2 separate regions of the Sus scrofa genome follow, and region 1 is linked to region 2. Evidence: chromatin contacts called from public Hi-C data. All regions are on one chromosome and are shown on one strand. Each heading gives the region's core, a stretch centred on a gene start, on an enhancer-like site or on the middle of the called end of the contact. The rest is flanking DNA. Distances are from core to core; before and after follow the strand shown.

Region 1 (5,644 bases), core at 85-2,584, 40 kb after region 2:
GATAGTTGCCCACCTGGCAGCTACATTGCCCTTATACATACCTCTTTCCTTGAAAGTTTCTAGATCGAAATCCTGTTCCTGCCACATATAGTCACACGGACTCGGAAAAATTAACCTCTCTGCCTGTTTCTTTACTTGTAAAATCAAGTAATAGCTACTCCTTTGAGGGATAGCTGTGAAAATTAAGAGCACCTAACACACAGTAAACACTAGCTCGAAGGCCACCATTCTCCTTTGTTAAGGAAGATACCGAAATAACTGGCTGTGTGGTCTTACCAATAAACTGTATACAAAAGAAATTACCTTGAGGTATTCCTCATATTTAGATTTTATTTTTTATTGTTTTTTAAATTACTTATACCTATGTAAATGAAAATCCTCTCCTTCCTTCATTTTGTCATGTACACAGATCCTGAATAAACAAAATGTCTGTCTTTCATGGATACCCTGGGTGTTAACCCTCATTTATCCCATCCTTTATGGCTTCCCAAGGCAAAGGCCTAGAGGATGGAGAAAGAGGCTGGAGCATCACTGAGGGAGCGAGATCTCCTGGAGAAAGTGAGCCCCAAATTCTGCAACCTCACCCTAGCTTTCAATGCCCAAACCGAGCAATACAAGCACCTTCCATACTCGCCACCAGCACCTGCCTCCCAAACCAGTTCCTCACTGAGGATGTCAGTGATCTTCGGAGAAGCATCTCGTCCCTTTTCCAGAGCCGAGGGACAGAGAATCAAAAATCCAGGAATGGCCTGAAAGCCCCCACTTCAGAAGGCAAAATCCGCCCCTCCACGCGGTTAAGTGCCGAGAGGAAAGCGCTAGCAGAAATACCAGCTCCAGACCAGACTAGGGAAAGCCGCAGTCTGGCGCTCTCTGCCCGCCACCGCCCCAGGGCCATCGGCGCGTTGTAGCCCACCCGGCGCCCTCTTTCCCACGCCTGGCCCGGCTCACCAGTCTCTCCATCGTCGCTCCTGGCCGCGCGCGGTGGCTAGCTTCACCCAGAAGCCCGGAGGAATCGCAAGCCAGACCTAGCAGCGTTCCTCTAGTTCGGTGGAGCAAGGCTACCCAGGTCTAGTTCCCCCGAGCTGCCTCACTGCTCCGGCTCAAGCCCCTTCCCCACGCCCCGCCCCTTATGCAAAAGAAGGCGGAGTTGTAGACAATAAAATAAAATAACACATCTTTTTTCTATCTTCAGAACATTCCGCATTTTCTCAGAAGTGGCAACTGGGGAGACTGAAAAAGTGTTTGAAAAAATATGCACGTTACCATTTTCATTACACAGAGAGAGAAAAAGAAGGGGAGAGGTGGGAAGACATGAACTATTTCACTGCGTTTATGCTTGGAGGAATGGCAATCTGCGTTGTGGAGCGGGCACGTAAGGAAATGATTTTTGAGAAATACTATACAGTTTCTCCGATCACCACTGCTGAAAAATGCAAATATTTTAAAGCTGAGTTTAACTGATAGACACTTTACAAAATAAATGTATATTTACTTTTATTCAGAAACAAAGTATATATTTAAACCATCAATGTTGGAATGAGCTCTCCTTTCAGGATGTGACTGGGTTTTTTCTTTCCTGTGAGAGAAAAATCTTTTTCTTCCATTTGCATTGAGGATGAGGATTCTTCTTTTTCTGACAAGTTCCAGAGTCCTCGGATCTTAAAACAAACAAAAAAGCACAAACAGGTCAATGAAGTGTTCAATTCCTGAAGCCTTTTCTGTTTTCCTGCCACCACCTCTCTGATAAAGAGCTGGGACTGAGCTTTTACTCAGGGATCCGTGGGGTTGCAAGTCCCAAGTCTGTAAATAAAATAATGACTGATTTTTTTCCCCCTAGAAAAACAGACACATATTGAAAAGATTCATGGAGTGGCAAACAGGATACATAAGAGAAAGTCAGTTTATAGACATATTATGGTAAAATTAAGATCAGATTAAGGAAATCAAAGAAAAATTCAGAAAATTTCAAAAATGACAAGTAGAGACATCAAGGAAAAAGAATCAAAGTGACTTTAAATGTCACAAGGTAGTGATGGATGCAAGGAGACGAGTTCATTTTCAAATATTGAAGAAAAATAATTCTGAATTCTACTTTGTCTTTTATAAATATTGCTACAAAGGTATATTTAAAAATACCTCAGGCGTTCCTGCTGTGGCATAGCAAGTTAAGGATCCAGTTGTCTCTGTGGCAGTGAGGGTTCCATCCCCAACCCAGGCACAGTGGGTTAAAGATCTGCTGTTGAAGCAGCTATGGCCGGGATTCAATCCCCGGCCCCGGAATTTTTGTATGTTGTGGAAATTCCATAAAATATAAAAATAAAACCCCTTTAAATATTCTGATTAAATGTACTATTCATAGAGGAAAGTGCATAGATCATAAGTACTGCAATATGAATTGTCATAAACATACTTGCATTGCCAGAAGCAGATTAAAATTGAATCATTCTTATCTCTCCAGAGCCTGTCCTGCTGTCTTTGCCTACCCTTCCTGTCACTACCACCGGCCAGTCACCCTCTTACCTTTAATATTATCAACTAGGCTTGCCTGTTTGTCAACTTTATATTAATATCATAGGGTATGTCCTCATTTATGTCTTGGTTCTTTCACTCAACCATAGAATTTAAAAATTCATCCATGTTGTTGCATGTGGTTGTAGTTCTTTCATTCTCACTGCTATATTCTATCCCACTCTAAATGCTACAATTTATTTACTGTACCGTTACTAGACATTTGTTTGTTTTCCATTTTGAGGTTATTTTTTGTAGTGGCACTATAAACAATCTTTTTTTTTTTTTTTTTTTTTCCTTTTTAGGGCTGCACCCATGGGTATATGGAGGTTCCCATATGAGGAGGTCTAATCCAAGCTATAGCTGCTGGCCTAAGCCACAGCCACAGCCACACGGGATCCTTAACCCTTAACCCACCGAGTGAGGCCAGGGATCAAAGCCGCAACCTCATGGTTCCTAGTTGGATTCGTTCCCGCTGGGCCACGACGGGAACTTCTAAACAATCTTTTACTTGGCTTTTCCTAAACATATGTACACCATTCTGTTAGATTATTATTTTTTGGTTTTTCCCAGTTTTATCTTTTCCTATCACTTTATTTTTAATCTTTCTCTATTCTTTTTCTCCCCCAAGTTTTTAGATAATATTTCGCTGGACACCAATTTTAAAATCTACTGAAATATTCTGTCTTAAATTTTATAAGCAAAATATTATAAAATGATAGGATTAAAAAAAGATTTTCTTAAGCACATAATCTCAGAACATTTATTACATCAAAACTCTCCTTAAAAATAGTTTCAAAAAGAGTATTCTAGAAAAAAGAAAAATTCATCCAGGAGAAGTCTCCATAGAAAGAGATACAGAAAGGGTAAATAATATCAAAATTTATAATTGCTTAAAAAAAGCCAAGATTCCCCCAAATTGTATCTCTGTAATAAAATAATTCAACAATTCTAAACTACATGGAAGGTTTTAGGTAAGGGGCTGGGTAGTAAGATTATGAGAGTAGGTGAGAATCATGCCAAGATGTATATGTTTAAGAAATAGACATAAAAAATTTAGGTTATTAGTAAGGGGAAAATATCAGAAGAATAATGTAAAATATGACTCCAACTAACCAAAGAACATTTAACTTAATGAAAGACAGCATAGGAGAAAAGGGAAAAATGTTACCAATATGAAATATGAAGGTAAAAAAGTGGAAAAAGTCCTGTTATATTAGTAATTATGACATGTATGAATAAGTTAAAAACCCCAAAGATAGCCACTTGGGATATGGAAGGATGATCAAAAGTGGGGAGAAAAAAATCCTTACCATCATGGAGTATATATATATATTTTTTTTTTGTCTTTTGTTGTTGTTGTTATTGTTGTTGCTATTTCTTGGGCCGCTCCCTCGGCATTATTGTTGTTGTTGTTGCTATTTCTTGGGCCGCTCCCGCGGCATATGGAGGTTCCCAGGCTAGGGGTTGAATCGGAGCTGTAGCCACCGGCCTACGCCAAAGCCACAGCAACGTGGGATCCGAGCCGCGTCTGCAACCTACACCACAGCTCACGGCAACGCCGGATCGTTAACCCACTGAGCAAGGGCAGGGACCGAACCCGCAACCTCATGGTTCCTAATCGGATTCGTTAACCACTGCGCCACGACGGGAACTCCAAAACTTTATTTTATTTTATTTTATTTTTTGTCTTTTGTTGTTGTTGTTATCCATCATGGAGTATAAACACTGCTAATAAAAATTCTTTGGAGAAGTTCCTGCTGTGGCGCAGTGGGTTAATGATCTGGTATTGTCTCTGTGGCGGCATGGGTTTGATCCCTGACCTGGAACTTCCATGCACCATGGGTGCAGCTGAAAAAAAAGTTTATTTGGACAAGAAGAAATGTACTTATACAATTTAATATTTTGCAAAAAAGGGGAAAATAACATTTAAAATTCTTGGACAAATTTAAAGGAGCACTCAGAGCTAATTTATCACTTTAAGTAGATACATCAGATACTAATGCTGGACAAAAGAAGCAAATAGTGAACTCAGTGAAATAAGAAGGACATAATAAAATTACAGGCAAAAATCAATAAAAAGGAAAAAATTGAATAAATATAAAAGGATCTTTTTCTAGAGATTTATTGAACAAATCTATGCTAAGATTTACAAAGAAAAATAGAAAATAAAAAGAAACAATATAGAATAAAAGGTTAGAAATAATACTGATAAAATAAATAGAAAATAACAAGATATTATAAACAATCGTATCAATTTGAAAACTTTTGCAAGATGCAAAAAATTCTGAAAGTTACAGATTGCTCATAAGAATTTTAAAATTGGTGTTTTAACAATATAAAATCTTCCAATTCATGAACATGGAATGCTGTTCCATTTGTTTTATCTTCTTTAATTTATTTCAGTCATGTTTTGTAGTTTTCACTTTACAATTCCTTTTCTTAATCTTTTTTAAAAATTAAGGTATAGTTGATTTATAATGTTGTGTTAATTTCATGGATGCTAGTCAGGTTTGTTAACTGCTGAGCCACATGGGAACTCCTGTGTTAATTTCATACTAACAAGGTTTACAGCAAAGTGATTCAGTTATATATAATATATATTTTAATATATTATATATACATTCTTCTTCAGATTCTTCTCCATTATAGGTTATTACAAGATATTGAATATAGTTCCCTGTGTCTACAGTAGGTCCTTGTTATTGATCTATTTATTTTAGTAGTATGTATAAGTTAATTCCAAACTCCTAATTTATCTCTCGCCCCTCCACTCCACTATCCTCTTTGGTAACCACAAGTTTATTTTCTATGTCTATATTCTGTTTTGTAAATAAGTTCATTTGCATCATTTTTTTTTTAGATTCCATAAGACATTAGTGATATCATATGATATTTGGCTTTTCTGTCTGACTTACTTCACTTAATATGATAATCTTTACAATTATTAACCTCCTTACGTATATTTCTAAGAATTTTATTCCTTTTGATGCCATTATAAATTATTTTTCCTAATTTCCTTTTCATATAAGGAAATTGTTGTTGGTGTAAAGAAACACAACTAATTTTTGTATGTTAATTTCATATCCTGTAACTTTACTGAATTTGTTTTAATGGGTTTTTTTTTTTTGAAGTC
Region 2 (6,047 bases), core at 2,321-4,820:
CATGGAGCCTATTCTGCTGGCATTTGATAGGATTTTACTAAGCAGCTCATTTCTCTGTTTTTTTGTTCATAATAAAATTTTGTAAAGAAGTCTGAGCATATGATAAAATACATATTTTATATATATATACACATAATGCCCCTTAGGACCCAAGACACTAAAATGACTCTGTGGAAGTGAATGTGGAAGCCACTTTAAGCTGACTCATATCTGCCACTGAATTCAGTACTGGGATTTCTTCTTTCTTTCTTTCTTTCTTTCTTTCTTTCTTTCTTTCTTTCTTTCTTCTTTCTTTCTTTCTTTCTTCCCTCTTTCTTTTATTTCATTAGCTAGGATTTCCAGTAAAATCTTGAAAAAGAGAGGTGAGAGGGAACATTTTGGCAAGACCTCAAGGGGATCCTCTGCCCCTTGGTGAACTAAAGCGGAAATTGCTGACGAAGAAAGAAAGAGCGAGAGAAAGAAAGAAAAGAAATATAGACTAAGAGGGAAGAAATAAAATTGTCTTTGTTAGTAGATGACATATGTGTCCAGTTTGCTAGAATTAACAAAAATATTGGAAATAAGAAGTGATTATAACAAAGTTGCAGGAGTCAAGATTAATATACAGAAGTCAATCACTTTCTTACGTAGCAGCAAAGAACAGTGGAATTTGAAATGAAAAAGACAAGGCCGTTTATATTACTGCTCCACAAGATGGATACTTAGATATAAATCTAACAAGATATATATGAGGAAAACTACAAAACTCTGAGGAAAGAAATCAAAAAGCTAAATAAATGGAGAGATATTCCATGTGCATGGATAGACCCATTATTGTCAAAATGTGAGTGCTTCTCAACTTGATCTATAGATTCAACACAATCCCAATCAAAATTCCATTGTTATTTTGTGGATATCATGAAACAGATGCTGAAGTTTATATATGCATTGGCAAAAGACCCAGAATATCCAAGACAATAGAGAAGGAGAAGAACAAAATCAGAAGACCAACACTACCCAACTTCAAGACTGACTTACTATAAAGCTGCAGTATTCAATACAGGGGGGGTATTGGTGAAAGAACAGACAAACATATCAATGGAACAGTATAGAGATCCCCAAAATAGACCCCCATAAATATAGTCAACTTTATCTTCAACAAAGAGCAAAGACAATGCAATAGAGCAAAGAATAGAGACAGACTTTATCTCCTCAGAGAATTAAGCTCAAAATGGATCTTGAACCTAAATACAAAATGCAAAACTATGAAAGCCCAGGAAGACAAAATAGGCAAAAAATGTCAGCAACCTGGAGGAAACCTGATGATTTTTAGATATAACACCAAAGACATAATACACCAAGAAATAATTGGTCTTCATTTAATAAAAAAAAAAACAAAACTTATGCCTCCTAGGACAGAGTCAAGAGAATGAGAAGATAAGCTGCAGACTGATAAAAATATTTGCAAATGCGTATCTGCTAAAGGATTGCTACCCAAAATATAAACAGAACTCTTAAAAACTCAACAGGCTCTAAACAACCCTGTTTTTTAAATGGTCAAAGACCTGGACAGACAACTCACCAAAGAAAAAATACACAGGTGGCAAATAAGAACCTGTATAAAAAATGAGATACCACTATACACTTATTAAAATGGCCAGAATCTAAACACTCCCAGCAATAAAAAATGCCAGCAAGGACACAGAGCAAGGAACTCTCATTCACTTCTGATGCGAATATAAAATGCTACAGCCACTTTGGAAGACAGGCAGTTTCTTTCTCTTTTTTTTTAGGGCCACACCTGTGGCATATGGATGTTACCAGGCTAGGGGTCTAATCAGAGCTACAGCTGCCTGCCTACACCACAGCCATAGCCATGCAGAATCCAAGCCATGTCTGCCACCTACACCACAGCTCATGGCAACACCAGATCCTTAACCCACTGAGCAAGGCCAGGGATTGAACCTGTAACTCTGTGGTTCCTAGTCAGGTTCATTTCTGCTGCATCATGATGCAAACTCTTGGAAGACAGGCAGTTCCTTGCAAAACTAAGCATATTCTTGGAATTCTCTTGAGGCACAGTACGTTAAGGATCTGGCGTTGTCACTGCAGCAGTTTGGGTCACTGCTGTGGCGCAGGTTCGATCCCTGGTCCACCCAGACAAACTGTAGTCCACCCAGACAATGGAATATTATATAATGCTAGAAAGAAATGAGCTACAAGCCATGAAAAGACAGAAGAAACTTAAATGTATGTTACCAAGTAAAAGAAATCAATATGCAAAAGCAACATACTGTATGATTCCAACAATATGACATTCCAGAAAAAGAAAATCTATGAAGAGAATAAAGAACCAGTGATTTCCAGTGGCTGGGGCGAGAGAAAGAATGAACTGACAGAGTACATATGATTTTAGGTTGTGAAACTATTCTATATGATACTATGATAGTGGATACATATCATTATACATTTGTTGAAACCCATAGAATGTACAATACCAAGAGTGAACCATAATGCATAGTATAGATTTTGGGTGATAATGATATTTCAGTGTGGGTTCTTTGGTTATGAGTGTTCCACTCTGGTGCAGGATGTTGATAGTTGGGGAGGCTGTATCTGGGGGGCGGGCAAGGAGTACATGGGAAAACTCATACATTCTGCTCAATATTATAGTGAACCTAAAACTAAAGTCTATCAAAAAAATTAAAAAAACAATAACTAAAAAGTCAAATCTACTAAAAAAATAACATTAAACATTTGTAGAGCCTGAAACGGCTTATAGAAACTTTCAGTCATCGGAAACGCGGCTGGAAACCTGCCGAGACCATCCTTCATTTGATAACTAATAATATCATTGTTAAAAACCACAGTAAACATAGATTTGAGAACAGACTTCCTGAGGAACTTTACTAAATCTTTGCAAACATTACCTTTGTTGTTCCTCACCACAACCTTATGAGTCACGAATTATCTTTAATTCCTTTTCTTATAAGGAAAAAGATATAGAGATCAATGAGTTGCTCGAGGTCACGGAGCTAGTAAACAGAAAAGACAGCATCGATCCAAAGCCCTTGCATACCAGCCTGGCACACTCATATTCTGGTCTCTCATTCTGTGGAGTTGGGCAGGATCTAGGATACCAGTATGAGAAAAAAAGGACCGAACATACGTGTGCCTCTGAAAGTCTTTGCTTTATGAGTTTTCCAGAAACCTACCTGTTTCTCTCTTTTGAGCCCCTAAGAACAATAGCAAGACTTTATTTGTATGGAAGACTGAAAGCAAGACCTCAAGGGGATCCTCTGCCCCTTGGTGAACTAAAGCGGAAATTGCTGACGAAGTCATTGAAAGGTCATTCTCATACTTCCTGTTTTCCATTCAGGTTGTCCTCACGTGCTCTTAGAGTGGTTCTTCTGTGAAGATACTTTTCTGGACACTGGAAATATAGGTGTGGACAAGACAGACAACGTATGTATTTAAGATAAAGGAAAGACCTAATACAGACAAAAACCCTGATCTGAAAACCAGCGGATGCCTGCCAGCAGCCAGGCTCTGTCCGGTTTAATCCTGGTGAATCTGCCGAAGGCGCGCTGTAGGAGAGGAGGAGGGCAGGAGGAGTTTGGGGAAGTGCCAGCAGCAGGGTGGAGGTCTACCTGGTTTACATTTTATTCCATCCAAACTTGTTTTCTCCTGATTTGCTTTCCTTTCCGCTTCCTCCCATTCACACCCAGGTTTTGATCTCAGCGCAGAGATCCTTTGACTACAAGGGGTGGGGAAGTCTGACGTGGAAGCTGCCTGCCAGGAAAGTGTATTTAGGTGAAAGAGAGAGGGAAGGGGAGGAAGAAACAATTGACCTCTGTTTCCTGAGTCACAAAGTTGGCAACAGGCTCTGCTGAGGGAAGAGAGAACAAATCAAAGCCTTGTTCCCAGCTGGCACTGCCCACCAAAACCTCTTCAGGGTAAAGAGTTCTGGAAGAAGCTGTTCAGATTCATTTTTACTATACCAAGTATGTGTGTGTGCTTTGGAAGTGGGAGGCACTTGGAAGAGGGTTTTTTTTTTTTTTTTTTTAAGCTGCCTTTTCCATAGTTTTCCATTTAAGGGCTTTTGACATCTACCTTCCTAGGGATTCCTAATTCATTCTTTCTGATGTTCTACTGCACACTGTCCTTTCTCTCTCCTGCTCAGGCTCCTTCTAGTTTGTCTCTCTTCTAGATTCCTTATGTTTGGCCTCAGAGTCACTTTCATCCAAAAAGATCTTTTTTTTTGATCCATCCTAGGCTGACATCAGTCAGGCCTTCTTTCTTTTTTTTTTTTTTTTTTTTTTTTTTTTTAATTCTCATAGAGGCTTTGTGTGCAGAAAACAATACTTACAGTAGCCTGTGTTACCACTAACGTTCCATCTACTACAGTTATAAACTGAAAAACTTGCTTTTCCTAAACTATTAAGTACAATTGCAAAAATCTAGTAAATTAAGAATTTTTAGGTTAGAATTAAGCAAAGTGTGCTTTAACGTTAGGTTAGCTTAGTACACTTTTCATTTACAAAAAAACGTGCATAGTTCTTCAGACACTACATGTAAACAACACTTTATACTTTAAGCATATATAATTCAACAAATGGATGTATAAATCCAATAATTTGACATTGCTATATATTTGAAGACATTTTACAGACCTGGTGACTTACAGTCCTGTAAATATTTCCACCATAGTCTCATGTCAAATGATGGATTTCCTTAAGAATCATAAGCAGCTAAAAAAGAAGACATACAAACCCCATAAACAAAACCTTTCTAAACACATATACAACTATAAATCAAATAATAATAAAAACATAAACAGTTGATCCTTGAACAACCCATACTTGAACTGCACAGATCCACTTACATATGGATTTTTTTCAGTAAATACATACTACAGTACTATGTATGGTTGAATTCATGGATACAGAATGGCAGATAAAAAGTGGTGGGCTTGGGGGTCAGCGCCCCTAACTCCCGCATTGTTCAAGGGAGGCTGTACATTTACATATGATTCTCATGAGAATTTCAACATCTTAAAACCTAAACTCATAAATTAATAAGTCAGATTATCTTAAGTATTGAAAATTGACTGCAAACATAAATGGGTAAAATCCCCTAAATGTTTCAGTAAAAATCATTTGTCTACTATGTTAGCATCTCTTAAACATCTTTAATATAAAGCATATACAAAGCAGTAAAATGATGTTTTTATTTTTTGCTTTTCAGGGCCACACCTGTGGCATATAGAAGTTCCCAGACTTAGGGGTCGAATGGGAGCTATGGCTGCTGGCCTACACCACAGCCACAGTCATGCCAGATCTGAGCCATGTCTGTGACCTACACCACAGCTCATGGCAATGCCAGATCCTTGACCACCTGAGCAAGGCCAGGGATTGAACCTGAATCCTCATGGATACTAGTCCAGCTCTTTACTGCTGACCACACTGGGGACTTCCTAAAGTGATATTTTTAAATTTGATATGTTTGCATTAAAAGAAATTTTTGCAAAATTTATAGTATCATATTTAGTTTTTCATCATCTATGTGTTTATTTTTTGTACAGTCTCAGGTTTGCAAAGTCATTTACTTAACTAAGTAGAATAGAATCATTATTTCAGGCCCACGGTAGTAGCTAAACATTATTTGCTCAGAGTCCTCAGTCAGAGATTTGATACCAACGCTGTAGATTTCTGGTTATTAGTCATTGGTCCAGGAATTAAAACTTGGAAGAAGTAAACTAAAACAAAGCACTTCCCAAGAAGATTCAGCTCAGGTTTACAGGGAAAGCCACTTTTTAAGAGTACCGCTATGTCAGGAGTTCCTGTTGTAGCCCCATGGGTTAAGAACACAACATAGTGTCCATGAGAATTCATGTTCAATCCCTGGCCTTGATCAGTGGGTTAAGGATCCAGCATTGCTGCCAGTTACAGCAGAGGCCACTTGGATCTGGTGCTGCTATGGCTGTGGTGTAGGCTGGCAACTGCAATTCCAGTTTAATCCCTAGCTTGGGAATTTCCATATGCCACAGGTTTGGCCAATAAAAACAA

The links. A called contact is a pair of places that touch in the nucleus more often than the background predicts.
Region 1: a contact with region 2 is called in a Hi-C map of liver, with 4 times the contacts expected there. The contact joins the promoter of CD200 here to the enhancer-like site in region 2. A contact is called at or near these places in 3 of 47 Hi-C or Micro-C datasets (epiblast stem cells, heart right ventricle and liver) and 1 of 2 datasets of contacts at active chromatin or transcription factors (skeletal muscle).

The regions. Positions count from the first base shown.
Region 1 is chr13:147,484,484-147,490,127 of Sscrofa11.1, forward strand. CD200 (OX-2 membrane glycoprotein) reads right to left here and starts at 1,335. Exons shown (of 6, transcript XR_002337904.1): 1 at 949-1,335. LOC100517427 (OX-2 membrane glycoprotein-like) reads right to left here. Exons shown (of 6, transcript XM_003483321.4): 6 at 1,482-1,658.
Region 2 is chr13:147,442,196-147,448,242 of Sscrofa11.1, forward strand. It overlaps LOC102163705 (a long non-coding RNA gene), which reads left to right. Exons shown (of 3, transcript XR_307178.3): 3 at 1-1,393. Among named protein-coding and RNA genes, the nearest start is that of CD200, 41 kb to the right of the region's middle. Within about 2 kb of position 3,571, at least 36 of the 83 cell types and tissues checked have an H3K27ac peak or open chromatin away from gene starts, as enhancers often do. A contact at or near this core is called in liver, where this site is marked.